3 separate regions of the Mus musculus genome follow, and regions 1 and 2 are each linked to region 3. A link is a contact called in public Micro-C data. All regions are on one chromosome and are shown on one strand. The core of a region is the stretch at or near the end of the contact, and the rest is flanking DNA. Distances in the headings are between cores, read along the strand shown. Region 1 holds the start of 2610027K06Rik (RIKEN cDNA 2610027K06 gene). Region 2 holds the start of Lhx1 (LIM homeobox protein 1). Region 3 holds the start of Hoxb2 (homeobox B2).

Evidence for each region. Hi-C and Micro-C count contacts between places; a contact is called where the count stands out from the background.
Region 1: a contact with region 3 is called in a Micro-C map of embryonic stem cells, with 8 times the contacts expected there. The contact joins the promoter of 2610027K06Rik here to the promoter of Hoxb2 in region 3. A contact is called at or near these places in 2 of 39 promoter capture datasets (cranial neural crest and embryonic stem cells) and 1 of 484 Hi-C or Micro-C datasets (embryonic stem cells).
Region 2: a Micro-C map of embryonic stem cells shows a contact between it and region 3, with 15 times the contacts expected there. The contact joins the promoter of Lhx1 here to the promoter of Hoxb2 in region 3. A contact is called at or near these places in 5 of 39 promoter capture datasets (cranial neural crest, embryonic stem cells, frontonasal cranial neural crest and 2 more) and 3 of 484 Hi-C or Micro-C datasets (all in embryonic stem cells).

The regions. Positions count from the first base shown.
Region 1 is chr11:85,829,833-85,833,900 of GRCm38.p6, forward strand. It overlaps 2610027K06Rik (RIKEN cDNA 2610027K06 gene), which reads right to left and starts at 2,556. Exons shown (of 5, transcript NR_077059.1): 1 at 2,336-2,556. Tbx2 (T-box 2) reads left to right here and starts at 2,783. Exons shown (of 7, transcript NM_009324.2): 1 at 2,783-3,669. The coding sequence starts at 3,275. RefSeq lists an enhancer at 303-688 and a promoter at 2,318-3,308.
Region 2 is chr11:84,523,815-84,527,802 of GRCm38.p6, forward strand. It overlaps Lhx1 (LIM homeobox protein 1), which reads right to left and starts at 1,720. Exons shown (of 5, transcript NM_008498.3): 1 at 192-1,720. The coding sequence starts at 361. Lhx1os (LIM homeobox 1, opposite strand) reads left to right here and starts at 1,846. Exons shown (of 4, transcript NR_038057.1): 1 at 1,846-1,934.
Region 3 is chr11:96,350,151-96,354,151 of GRCm38.p6, forward strand. It overlaps Hoxb2 (homeobox B2), which reads left to right and starts at 1,482. Exons shown (of 2, transcript NM_134032.2): 1 at 1,482-2,045; 2 at 2,800-3,866. The coding sequence starts at 1,661. The coding sequence ends at 3,479. It overlaps Hoxb3os (homeobox B3 and homeobox B2, opposite strand), which reads right to left and starts at 3,244. Exons shown (of 4, transcript NR_155303.1): 1 at 2,910-3,244.

The DNA of each region.
Region 1 (4,068 bases), core at 1,306-3,805, about 11 Mb before region 3:
TGAGGGCTCAGGCAAATCTTCACGCATGCAGACATCCGCAGGGACCTATGCTATTTAGAGATCAACTCTTGAGAGAGGACTTAGCCTTATCTCTTGACCATTCTCGATGTAACTCGGCCAAAAGACGGACCCGGCAGCCCTGCCAGGCTTGGGAGGGCAGTCCCCTCCGGCCCAGGCTACTGGTGCTGGATTTGATTGTTGCGGGAAGCTAAGACTACAGACCACGTGAAAGGGGCCTGGGACCACGAAGCCAGCGCCTGCCCGACGCCCCCGCCCAGAACTGCCTGGGAGAGGGAGGGGCGGCTGAGCGCGCGTCCCCCACCCGTCTGCGGGTCCCGGCCGATGCGAAGTGACAGGGGCCGGAGCTTTGTTGTGGAGCCTCGGCCGCCTGGCGCCAGGCGCCCTCGTCCGTGCCCTCCCCCTCCAGCCCCGGGCGGCCCGCGAGGCGCCCCCCGGGGCCTCTTAAAGAGACACGCACACTCTGCCCAGGGGACTCCCCCAGGGGCGCCTGTTCCTGGGAAGGGGAGATGAGTGGGGGTAGACCCAGGCGGGGGTAGGGCGAAGCAGGAGTTGCGAGCCGCAAGGCGCCGCTCGAGAGGCTGCTTAGGCCGCCCCAGCACCAGTTTTCGATGCTACAAGGATATTCTAAGAAAATTTTGTTGGGGATGGGTCGATAAAGAATCTTAAGAGCGGCTAAAGCAGGTCATCCAGGTGACTACGTGATGGGGGTGGGGGTGGGGGGGTGGCTGGAGCTGTTGGTGGAAACCCAACCTGCCCTGAAAACGTCTCTGACCAGTCGCAGGTCCTTAGCTCTATAGGTGGGATTCAGATCCCCTAATGTAGCCACTGGGCGACAGCTGTCCGATTTCGTGGACCAATAACTCAGACCTTCATGTTTTAACTCTCAGGCCTAAACGGGTAGACCAGCTACTGTATGCTACCCAGGAAAATGACCAAAATACATACTTCGATACATACACATTTTTACAAGGTACTAAAGTGCCTGTCCCCATACACACAACTTAGCAAATGTCCTGCCAACTCGGAAAGCTGAACTGACTACTTCTTGTTCACCTCACTAACTGTCCAAGTGTGTTCAGACACATCTCTCCTGGAGGAGCCACATCCTGTCTGAATTGGAAGCAGTGCAAAGCTGCAATGGATCTCTCACCGGCTGCGAACACCGCGAAGCTAGAGCTGAAGGTTCACTGTGGGCAGAGAAAAGAGTGAGAAAAGCGACCTAGGAGTAAGGTCCTGAAGAAAAACCCAGTGGGGCAGGCGCGCACAGGGTTATGAAGAATTACAAGCGCCTGGTGTTGGCTCAGATGTATAGGAAAAAAGGTCGTGGAGGCCAAACGACTCCTGCTGGTCTCAACCCCGTACTGCCGGGGGCAACTAGCTTTTAAACGCCTTTCTGGGCGGTCAGCTACCAAGTGCCTGAAGACCTGGTGTATGCAGCGGAGGGGCAAGCTGCCTGGGCCACTTACGTGGTAGGTGCCTACCACGGGGACATAGGGCTGGAGCGGCAGAATTCGCTTATACTGGTTGGGAGGGTGGGAGTATCCACTGTGGCTAGTTCACACCCTGCTTCCCCTCCCCAACAAGCACAAGGGTGTGAGCCTCAACCCTAAACAGGCAAGTGTATGATCGTTTTACTCTGGGCACACCTGATTATGGTTTTACACACACACACACACAGAGAGAGAGAGAGAGAGAGAGAAAGAGAGAGAGAGAGAGAGAGAGAGAGAGAGAGAGAGAGAGAGAGAGAGAGAGAGAGAGAGAGAGGAAGATGCATTGGGGCTGTTGCCAGAGAGATAACGAAGACTGATCGTCGAAGGGGGTGTTCACACTTGCTGGCAAACACCTCGATTCCCATCCGCATTACTCAGCTTTCCTGAACTAGGGAGCCTTGAGCTTCCAAGGGACGGAAACAATCTCTAGAGAAGTGACTGAGAAGAAAAGATGCCAGAGTTTAGGAAGAGATAGATGGGCTTGCATCTCCAGTACCGGATGCGGCGAAAATTCCTTCTGGCGCGTGTGGAGAATCTGAGTTCTAGGATCAACTAGCGCGGCACCGCCTTGGGCTCTGTAGAAGGTGCGCTCACCTACCTGGTCCCAAGGATCCATTTTCCTACTCGCCAGAAGGTTTTGGCTTAGTGACCTGACACAGACCTTCTTTAGGCTAAATGCCCGGCCCTTCTGGAACCCCAGGTTCCTGAGTCTACGAGGGGAGGAGCAGGTGGGGGTGGGGACCCTTCGTTTCCCCAGCGCAAGGCGGCGTCCCGTTCCCGCCCGTGCCGGCCCCATCAGGGTTCTGCCATGGCTCCCCACTCACCGGCTCCGGACACCTGATTCGGCTCCGGGACCTCGGCCGCCCGAGCCTCCTGATTTGCCCGCCCACCGGCCTCGCTTTCCAGTGCCCGCAGCCTCCCTCTGAAGTGCATGGACCCGGGGCGGTGACCGGGAGTGGGGTGGGAGGCCAGGCTGGGTCGCAGGCAAGAGCGGCCGGGCCTCCCGGCGCGGGAGGGAAAGGGCGCCCCCTCTCCTCTCCGGAACGTGTCAATGCTTTGCACTTGGGGCCGGCATGCGGCTAGGGGGTCCTTCCCCAAGGCCCCGGGACCCGGGCGCCCCCTGCCTCAGGCCCTTACGGCGGGTCAGATCGGTCCTCTGCGCTTTCCAGCCCTCGCCCAGGCAGCGGCGGGCGCGGGCGGCGAGGTGGGGGCCAGGCCAGGGGGAGGGGTCTCGGGGCCCGCTGGCCCGTCATTGGTTAATATTTTATTCTGTTGACATGTTTTCTTACTGCTGAGGCTTCCGACACCTTCTCCCTGGCCTCCCCTCCCGTCCAGAGCTTGGCCTGAGCTGTCAAAACCCCGCCCCCGGAGACCCACAATTGGTCCAAAAAGCGTAAAATCAGCAATCAAGGGGGGCCTGGCTCGTTAGCGCAGGGGATCCGAACAGGGCAGGACATGTGAGATAGTCACAGTTTTCCAGAGATCAGGACAAGATCTAACCAGTCGCGCGTGGTCCCCGGCGCCGGAGCCGGCCAGCCCAGCCCAGCCCAGCCCAGCCCAGCCCCGCGCAGCGCCCCCTCCGCCCCCGCGTCCAGAGCCCTGCGCCCCTTGAGGTGCGCGGGACGGGGAGCCGGGAGAAGCCGCTGCCGCGCCCGCCGCCCGGGCCGTCCGTCCTCCGCGCGCGCCGCCGCCCGGGCCGGGGGTCCGAGGCGCGCGCCCCCGGCCCCGGCCCCGGCTCCCAGGAGCCTGGGCCGGATGTCCCGATGAGAGAGCCGGCGCTGGCAGCCAGCGCCATGGCTTACCACCCGTTCCACGCGCCACGGCCCGCCGACTTCCCCATGTCCGCCTTCCTGGCGGCAGCGCAGCCCTCCTTCTTCCCGGCGCTAGCGCTGCCGCCCGGCGCGCTAGGCAAGCCTCTGCCGGACCCGGGCCTGGCGGGGGCGGCGGCCGCGGCAGCAGCGGCGGCGGCGGCGGCCGAGGCGGGGCTGCACGTCTCGGCACTCGGCCCGCACCCGCCCGCCGCGCATCTGCGCTCGCTCAAGAGCCTGGAACCCGAGGACGAGGTGGAGGACGACCCCAAGGTGACGCTGGAGGCCAAGGAGCTGTGGGACCAGTTCCACAAGCTGGGCACCGAGATGGTCATCACCAAGTCCGGGAGGTAGGACGGGCCGGGCGGGCGGGCTCGGGGACCGCACAGCACCCACCACCACTGGGTCGATGCTCTCTCGGATTGCCCCCGCTCCGGCCCTGGCGCCACACTCCTTTCCACAGACAAGCAAGCTGACTTTTTTTTTTTTCCGTTTGGCTCCGGAGCGAATTAAAAAAGAAAAAGAAAAGCAAACATCTCTCGATTGAAATAAAACGAAAACACGTTCCTAAAGAATAGTCCCAACTGTTCTGAGTCTCAAAGCCCCGGAGACTCTGGCGGGTCTCCACAGCCCCTTGCGGTCTCACTGTTTTTTTTTTGTTTTGTTTTGTTTTGTTTTGTTTTGTTTTTGTTTTTGTTTTTTCCGTCTCCTGGACGGTCTGGAAGTTCCTAAGAAAAGGGATCTTTCCC
Region 2 (3,988 bases), core at 470-2,969, about 12 Mb before region 3:
TAAAGAGAAAATTAATATATCTCGCAATACCGACTAGCTTCCTAAAAGGTAGAAGCGGGAAAAGACTGGGCTGCCCTAGTAAAAGGCAGCTCCTAACGCGGCTGCTAGAGCCACACAGACCTCTGATCCGAAGCTGGCCTGGAAGGGCCCATGGGGAAGGAGCAACAGAGGCGCGGGAGGGAAGTACTCACCGGAAGAAGTCGTTTTTACAGTAGAGCTTGCCTTCCCGGGAGAAGCACTTCTCGGTCAGGTTGCATTTACATTCACAGCACTGGACGCACTTGACGTGCCAGGCCCTGTCCAACACGTTCAAGAGGAAACGGTCCAGGATGGGCCTTTTGCAGCCCGCACAGTGCACCATGGTCTTTGGTTTGGTCCGGTGAGGCCCGGAGCGACAGGGCAATTAGAGTCGAGGGGATGACTTCTGAAGACAACCAGCTCCTCCAAAAAGAAGAAACCCTCTCTAGTTGGGCAAGCAAAAAACCCGTACTAGCAAATCAAAAGGGGGAGAGACCAGGCTGGTAGAGGGCAGCCCCGGAGTCCCGGGGCAACGGGATGGAGCAGCGCCACCTCAGCTCACCGGGCGAGGAAAATCAGTCTCAAGCGGGCTAGAAAGCGGCTCTTCTGCTCAAAGCCCGCGAAGGAGTGAAGGTCACCGTGAGAGGCGGCGGGACGTAAATAAATAAAATGGAAACAGACGAAAAGGAAGACGCCAAGAGCTCAGGATTCGGGAAAGCTGGGTTCTCTCCAGCTTGAGGTAGAGCTGTCAGAAGTCAAAGTGCATCTGCTTTTGTCAGAGTATGAAGGCAGGTTGTGTGCGTGTCAGACTGCCCACCACCGGGTTTTCCCCTTTAAAAAAAACACGGAAAGAAAAGAACACGGGAGTAGAAAGCTTTGGATCCTACATTGCCGGTTTCTTGCAGTGAGTTGGGACGCTCTGGGCGCCCGCGCTGGGCCTGGGGAGGGGGCGGGGGCAGACCGAGGTGTGGGGGAGATGGCGGGTTGGGTAGGATATTTTGTTGATTGTAGTTGTTGCTTAGGTAGCCCCCACCCCTTTGGAGAGTTTTCTTTTTTGTGCCAGTCAAAAATGGAAAGGGACCGTCCGCTTCGGGCGGACGCAGCCGGGCGCACTCGCTCGCTCCCCACCGCCCCAGCCCTGTCACCTCGGCCGGTGGCCTGCCAGGCAGTCTGCCGCGTCCTCCGAGCGGCCCTCCCTGCGCTTGGACTCCTGGGGAGGCAACACGGTCTGGCTCTTCACTGCGCCTGGACGAGCATCCTGGCTTCAGTCACAACTCGCGGCCGCTTGGGCGCGCAGCCTTGCATCGCTCGGCCCACGATCCCGCTGCCTGTGTTCCGGCCCCACAGTCGCTCGACTTTTTTTTTTTTCCTTGTCCCCCCCACCTCTCTTTTTGTGCGGTGGCAAATCTGGGTTTTCTTTCTAGTCTCCTTCCTTTCTTTTTCCCTCCCTTTTTCTTTTCCTTGGTCAACGCGAGAAGCCAGGGGAGGGGGCGTCTTGGAGAGCTTTAGAATGTCCTGGGGCTGCGGCTATAGAAGGCCAGCGGCTGGAACAGTTTGGCGCGGATTGCCGGTGTCGCTGTCCGGCCCGCGGGTTCCTTGTTGGCTCTCCCCAGGCGCGCGTCCCTCGGTCCCTAGTCTCCTGGCCCAGTCTTCCGCGCGTCTCTCCCCAGCTCCAGCGGCTCGGTCACTGCTCCTGGCTGTTGGCTGAGCCCTGGAAGCCCCCTCGCCTTAATGCAGCGCCCGCCGACGTCACGGCAGTCTGTGACCAATCAGCGCCTCGCGGTCCTTCTGTAAACCATTCTGCGTCCCCCCCGGCCGGGGAGAATGCGGGGAGACCGCGTTTAGAGGATCAGTGGCGGCGGGCCCGCGCGGTGCCGGCGACTAGCAGCGAGATGTCCTGGCCCCTTCCAGGTTTGGTAAGACGTCCGTTTCGGCATCAAGGATTGACAGTAGGCGGGAGGAAGCGCGGAAAGGAGGCGCGGAGGAAGTCAGAGTTCTGGGTGGGGGTAAAAGCAAACCTATATATTTAAAAAGACTTGTTGGGATTAGATTGCAGCGAGATCTGGAAGCTTGGGAGGTCCTAGTACACTGGTTTTGCAAATCACTAGGTGTTGATAGCCCGCCCCTTGTTCGTTTGGCCTGGAAATTGCCCCCGGCGTAGCTCGAGTCTAAGGAGAGGTAGGGGGCGCTTGGCAGCGTAATCTCGCCTTCTGTCTGTTTCGGTGCCTCCTCCCCCTGTCCATCCAAAGTCCACCCGGCAGGGAGTCTGGGAGACACGAGTGTCGATCTCCCGCTGCGCTCACTTGCAAAGTTGATTCGGGCGATTTCCTGATGGGGGCGGGAGAAACCGGAGGCCCGGCGCCAGGGTGGGAGAAAGAGTGGGTGGGGAAGCGCTTCGGGTGAGGAGCTCCAACTCTGGCAAGAAGTTGTGAGAAAATTGTGATCCGGAGACACCTTTTACAAACAAAAACAAATGACTAGGTGGGAAACGGCGGGGCTCCCGCAGCTGGGGGGAGGTGGTAGCAGCGGGGGACTGCACCGTAGCAGCAGGGGAGGGAGGCTTGTGGCGCACTGACCGAATATGCCTGGCTCCCATTCCGGTCGTCCCTTTTCCAGGCTTCGAACAAGTTCCTTTCTTCGGACGTCAACCGACCTACCAGAGTTTATTCCTTAGGAATGTTACACTTTCCCAATTCTGTCCACGTTGTAAATTCCTGGCCACCTTCTTTGGGGGACGGCGACGAATCTGCCTAAGTGTGGAAATCGATGCGGGTCCTGAAGGCTTGAGCTTTAAAGAGTATTCTAGTTCCCAGGAGCACTCAAGTTAAGCATAGCAGCCCCCCCTCCCCCAAGCTTAACCCAAACATCTCAAAGTGGTGCCACTTCTGCTCTTATTTGGGGGAGGTGCTAGGAAAGCCCATTTGATCAAACTTGGAAGGACCCTGCAGCCAAATCTAGATGGAATTTCAGAATCTGTCTTTAGAGTTATTTCATCTATGAGCCTAGCAGATCTTCTACAGGGCTAAATTAGGAGAAAAGTGTGCAGAAACGCGGTTGGACTGGCAGTGAATCCGCATCCACTAACACAATACCCTTTTCCAGCGAAGAGAGAAGAAGCTGTTACGAATCTAGCTTTTGTTTGATGAGGTTGTTGGGTTTTTATAGGGCTGTGCCAATGACCCCTTTTCTCTCTCTTGCACCACCTGGCAACCCCGAAACTCATCAGCAGCTCTGGCCTTCCCACCCGCATGATCTTTGCTTTGTAAATCCAACCCGCCACGGCCTGCTTCACACGCCTTCTTAGAGATTTGCTCCCACCCCACCCCCGACCTCTGAGTGCGGGACCTCTAAAGCATTCTCGGTACCCCTGTCCACATACCCATTCCCATGGAGCGGCTGTGGACCAAAGTAGTGCAGCCAATAGTTCTCAAGCATAAATCCCTCTCCTGGTCCTTCCTAGGCTTAGACTCAGGGCTGATCAGGGTAAGAAGGCGACCTTCCCACCTAAAGGGCAGGTTTGGACTGAGCGCCGGCGATTTTCCTGCGAGCCCAACACTTCCTAGAACAAGTCGATTAATACCCAGAATTCAGACACCCCAGGAAGAGCCAAGTGAGGAGCGCGAGATCCTGTTATCCCGAAGACACCCAAGCGGCTGCCAAAAAGAAGGGGCCGTTGGTCCCTTTGCTCTCCATTTCCAGCTGTTCCAGAACTAGCTGCTATCTCTCTGGACTCACCAGCCCCTCTAGGAAATCTGTGAGTCGCCCAGGTCGCCAGCGGCTCACACCCCGCGCTGCTGGGTTACTTCACCTGTAAAGCAGAGGGGTCCGGGAAGGGGGGACTAGGAAATTGCTGTCCTAAGAACCTGTAGGGTCACACTGTACTCTATTGCCCGACTTTTCCGATTGGCATCTTCCTTTGGTAGTGGAGGGGAGATTGTTTAAGTAATTTAGGGTGCGATGACTTTGAGAC
Region 3 (4,001 bases), core at 232-2,731:
GTTCTCCGGGGCAAACTTTCCACCCAAGTTAGCGCCTTCCCTCTGTCCCCATTTCCCATCTGTTTCCTAGATCTCCCAGAATCACCTTTCTCTTTGGCTCCCCCCTCCCTCAGGCCTTTTTAAGGGATATGCAATTTAGGTTGTTCCCTCTGCTTTCCCAAAGAGCCAAATTCTTTGATGCAATCGGAGGGAGCTGTCAGGGGGCTAAGATTGATCGCCTCATCTCCTCTTGGTCCCTCTGACCCACTTATTTAAAAATCTTCCCCCAGCCGACTTTTCATTTTCAGCTTTGAGGCCTAGTTTCCCACCAATTTGCTTGTGGCTCTGAGGTTTTTTTGTTTTTGGTTTTTTTTTTTTTTTTTTTTTTTTTTGTTGTTTTTTGCCTCCTTCCTCTAGTAAATCACAATATTCTAAAATTGAGCCCATCATAGGTGCCTCACCATAGAATACATTACATTTTTTTTTCTCTCTGGAGGCCCAAAGCAGAATATAATCTCAGTGGTGGTCATTATCCCCAGCCCCCTCTCCCCCACCATCTTTAGGAAATGTTTTCTTACCAGGGATTTTAAAAGTAGCCCAAAGGCAAATACAGAGGGGGAAATCCCTTTGTCCAGAGGGCGACTGTGCACTGACTTTAGCTTTGAAAGTTAAGTGGATGGCTACTTTGGTGCCCTGGATAGAGACACAGATACACCTGGGGGCCTGTGAATACATCTGTCACCTTAGACCTTCTTAGACCCTCCTATTGCCAGGGTTGGGGTGTCACAGTGTGAGTACAGATGACCCCAACAGGAAGGCAAGTGGACATAAGAAACTGCTTGTAAATTCTGAGCAGAGACTAGAATCCAGGGCACATAGCAAGGGAGGTAGGCCCATGTCCCAAAGTGCTCCTGGAATCTATGTCCCTGCTGCGTGCCAGCTCTGTGCATTTCTTAAGTGTGAACTACTGCTTTCTGAGGGTGGGTGGGCTGCCGCTGCTGCTGGTGTTTAGTGCTGTCCTTTATCCATCTCCTTTCTGATTTCCCCCAAGGTATGGAAGCCTCTTTCTACTCCCACTTCCCCCTAAATGAGATTTTTTTTTCTTTTCTTTTGGGGGCTGAGGTGGTGGTAGGGTAAGAGGCTACTGAGGGCCACATAAAGAAAGCATATTAACTCACTCCATTTCTCCCTTAAATGTGGTTGTTTGCCACCACCACACAGTCTCTGAAGGGAAGGAAGAGGTTCTTTTGGCTTTTCTGGGAAAAGAGAGCCATTAGGGAGAGTGTAGGGTACTGATGAAGGAACAGGGGTAGAGGAGGAAGCCTCATGGTATCCAGGTCGTGGTCCTCTGGAGTTTTTGAATCAATTAAAGCAAATAATGCCTGTGTTTTCCACTAGGCCTAGACTAGCGATTGGCGGAGACCGGTCCCGTGACCATGAATTCCCTGCAATTTCGGCGGAGTCCTGGGTTTAATAGAGAGAGTCCCCATACGCTTGTATTTATCAGCAATATACAATTATAAAGGCCTAAATTTAAAAAAAAAAGAGAGAGAGCGAAATCTCCCCCCCCCCGCGAAATTGCTCCATTGCATAAACCTGGGGGGGGCGGGAGAGGGGGGTCCCTCTGATTCTCCCTCCTGACGCCCCCCCCAGCAGGCCCCCTCCCCCACCATTGAAAGCCATGAATTTTGAATTTGAGAGGGAGATTGGGTTTATAAACAGCCAGCCATCGCTCGCCGAGTGTCTGACTTCCTTCCCCGCTGTCTTGGAGACATTTCAAACTTCATCAATCAAGGAGTCGACATTAATTCCTCCTCCTCCTCCTCTGGAGCAAACCTTCCCCAGCCTCCAGCTCGGCGCCTCCACCCTTCAGAGACCAGGGAGCCAAAAGCAAGCCGGAGATGGGCCTGCTCTGCGGTCACCGCCGCCACTCCCCGTTGCCCCCCCAGCCCCCGAGTTCCCCTGGATGAAAGAGAAGAAATCCACCAAGAAACCCAGCCAATCCGCCGCATCCCCTTCTCCAGCCGCCTCCTCGGTCCGGGCCTCCGAGGTCGGATCACCATCAGGTGGGTAAACGTATTAGGGGCGGGGTGAGGGGCAGTTGGAAGAGAAGGGGAGAATGTGAGGTGATGGGGCTCCTGGTGGGGTTCCCTAGGTCGACGGATCTGGGGCGAGGGAAGCAGAGTATCCCGCTGGGGTTCAGGCCTAGCCACTGTTAGCTTCCCCACCCCCAGAAAATTTTGGAAGCTGATTGAGGGTGGGGAGGATGCTTTTTTTTTTTTTTTTTTTTTAAATGTGCTTAGAAAAAAATGATTCGATTGAAGGGTTTCCCCGGTTTCTGTGTAGAGGAATGAAGCGTGTCTGGGATTGAATCTGGAGCCTGGAAAAGATGCGATGCCTCTAGCTCTCCTAAAGCTAGGGAAGAAGAGGGAATTCAAAAGCTAGGAAGGAAAGGGGTGAAGAACAATCTATGATCCCTCTCTCCCCAGGTTGAGTTGGAAAGTTCTGAATTGAGGGGTCCATTGGGAGGACTTGGGGGAGGGAGACTCTGAGGTCCTGGGAGCTAAGAGAAATTGCTCCCCGCCCCCTACGTGGCCCGTGGGCGGCTCTGAAGGCACCGACTTGACCCGGGCCGGGTCTGCCTACGTGGAAGAGCACTAAAAAAAACCCCAAAGACACAGAAAGAAGCGCTGTGGGGGTGGGGTGGGAGCCCGAGTAGGACTGCTGAGAGTCTTTTAAGCCAAAGGGGTGCTCCCGATCTCAGCTAAACGGAGGCTGCGTTGAGACCTCTCTGATAACATAGGGGTGCTTCCCTCGCAGATGGCCCCGGATTGCCAGAATGCGGCGGCAGCGGCTCCCGCAGACTGCGCACGGCCTACACCAACACGCAACTGCTGGAGCTGGAGAAGGAGTTCCACTTCAATAAGTACCTGTGCCGGCCGCGTCGCGTCGAGATCGCTGCCTTGCTGGACCTCACCGAAAGGCAGGTCAAAGTCTGGTTCCAGAACCGACGCATGAAACACAAGCGGCAGACGCAGCATCGAGAGCCGCCCGAGGGAGAACCAGGCGGGCCGAGCGCCCAGGACGACGCGGGAGAGCCAGCCGAGGAACCCACGGTCAGCCCGGGCGACGTCGCGACTCACCGGCTGCGGGAAGCCTGCTTCCACCCCGCCGAGGCCGCGCAGGGACCCCGGGGCGCACCGCCGTCAGCGCTGCCTGCCACCACCCTGGAGAGTGTGGGCGCATCGAGCCCCGGCTGCACAATGCTCAGAGCCGGAGGCCGGCAGAGCGAGCCCCTACCCGAAGACGCCTGCCCCGAGCGGCAGGATTCGCCTTTTCTACCGGACCTCAATTTCTTCGCTGCAGACTCCTGTCTCCAGATGTCCGGAGGCCTTTCACCCAGCCTGCAGGGTTCTCTCGATAGCCCCGTGCCCTTTTCCGAGGAAGAGCTGGACTTCTTCACCAGCACGCTCTGTGCCATCGACTTGCAGTTTCCCTAACTGTTTTCCATCTTTGGTCCTTTCCGTCTGGTCCTCCTTGGCTGTTGGGGGCGGGGGGAATCGGGCCTTCTCCACTCGTGGATACATTTATGCCGTTTTGTTAAAATCCAGATAGTAACGAATTAGCGTTTCATTCACTCCTTTTCGCTTTTTAAAACCACACACAAAAAATTCCACTTGGTAAAACTCCTTCCAACGAAATCTCAGGAATAATTAAACTCTAGTGGGAGAGGGTTTTCTTACAAAGAACTAGAGGGACCTATTTTCCTCTTTTTTAAGTTTTAGATTGTAGATTATTTATTAAAATTGTTTAATAATAGGAAAGGGGGAAAGTATTTATTGTACATTATTTTCATAGCGTAAATAAATGTCTTTATAATATGAAAACGAGTGTTTGTGTTGGGATCTAGCTCTTTTTGCCAAGTCCCTACGGCCAGTCTTTGCTTTCCCACTCTCCGCTTGAAGTTGGTTTAGCTCTGGCTCAAGCGACCCAAGGGAAGGCATGGTCCCATCTCCCAGGCT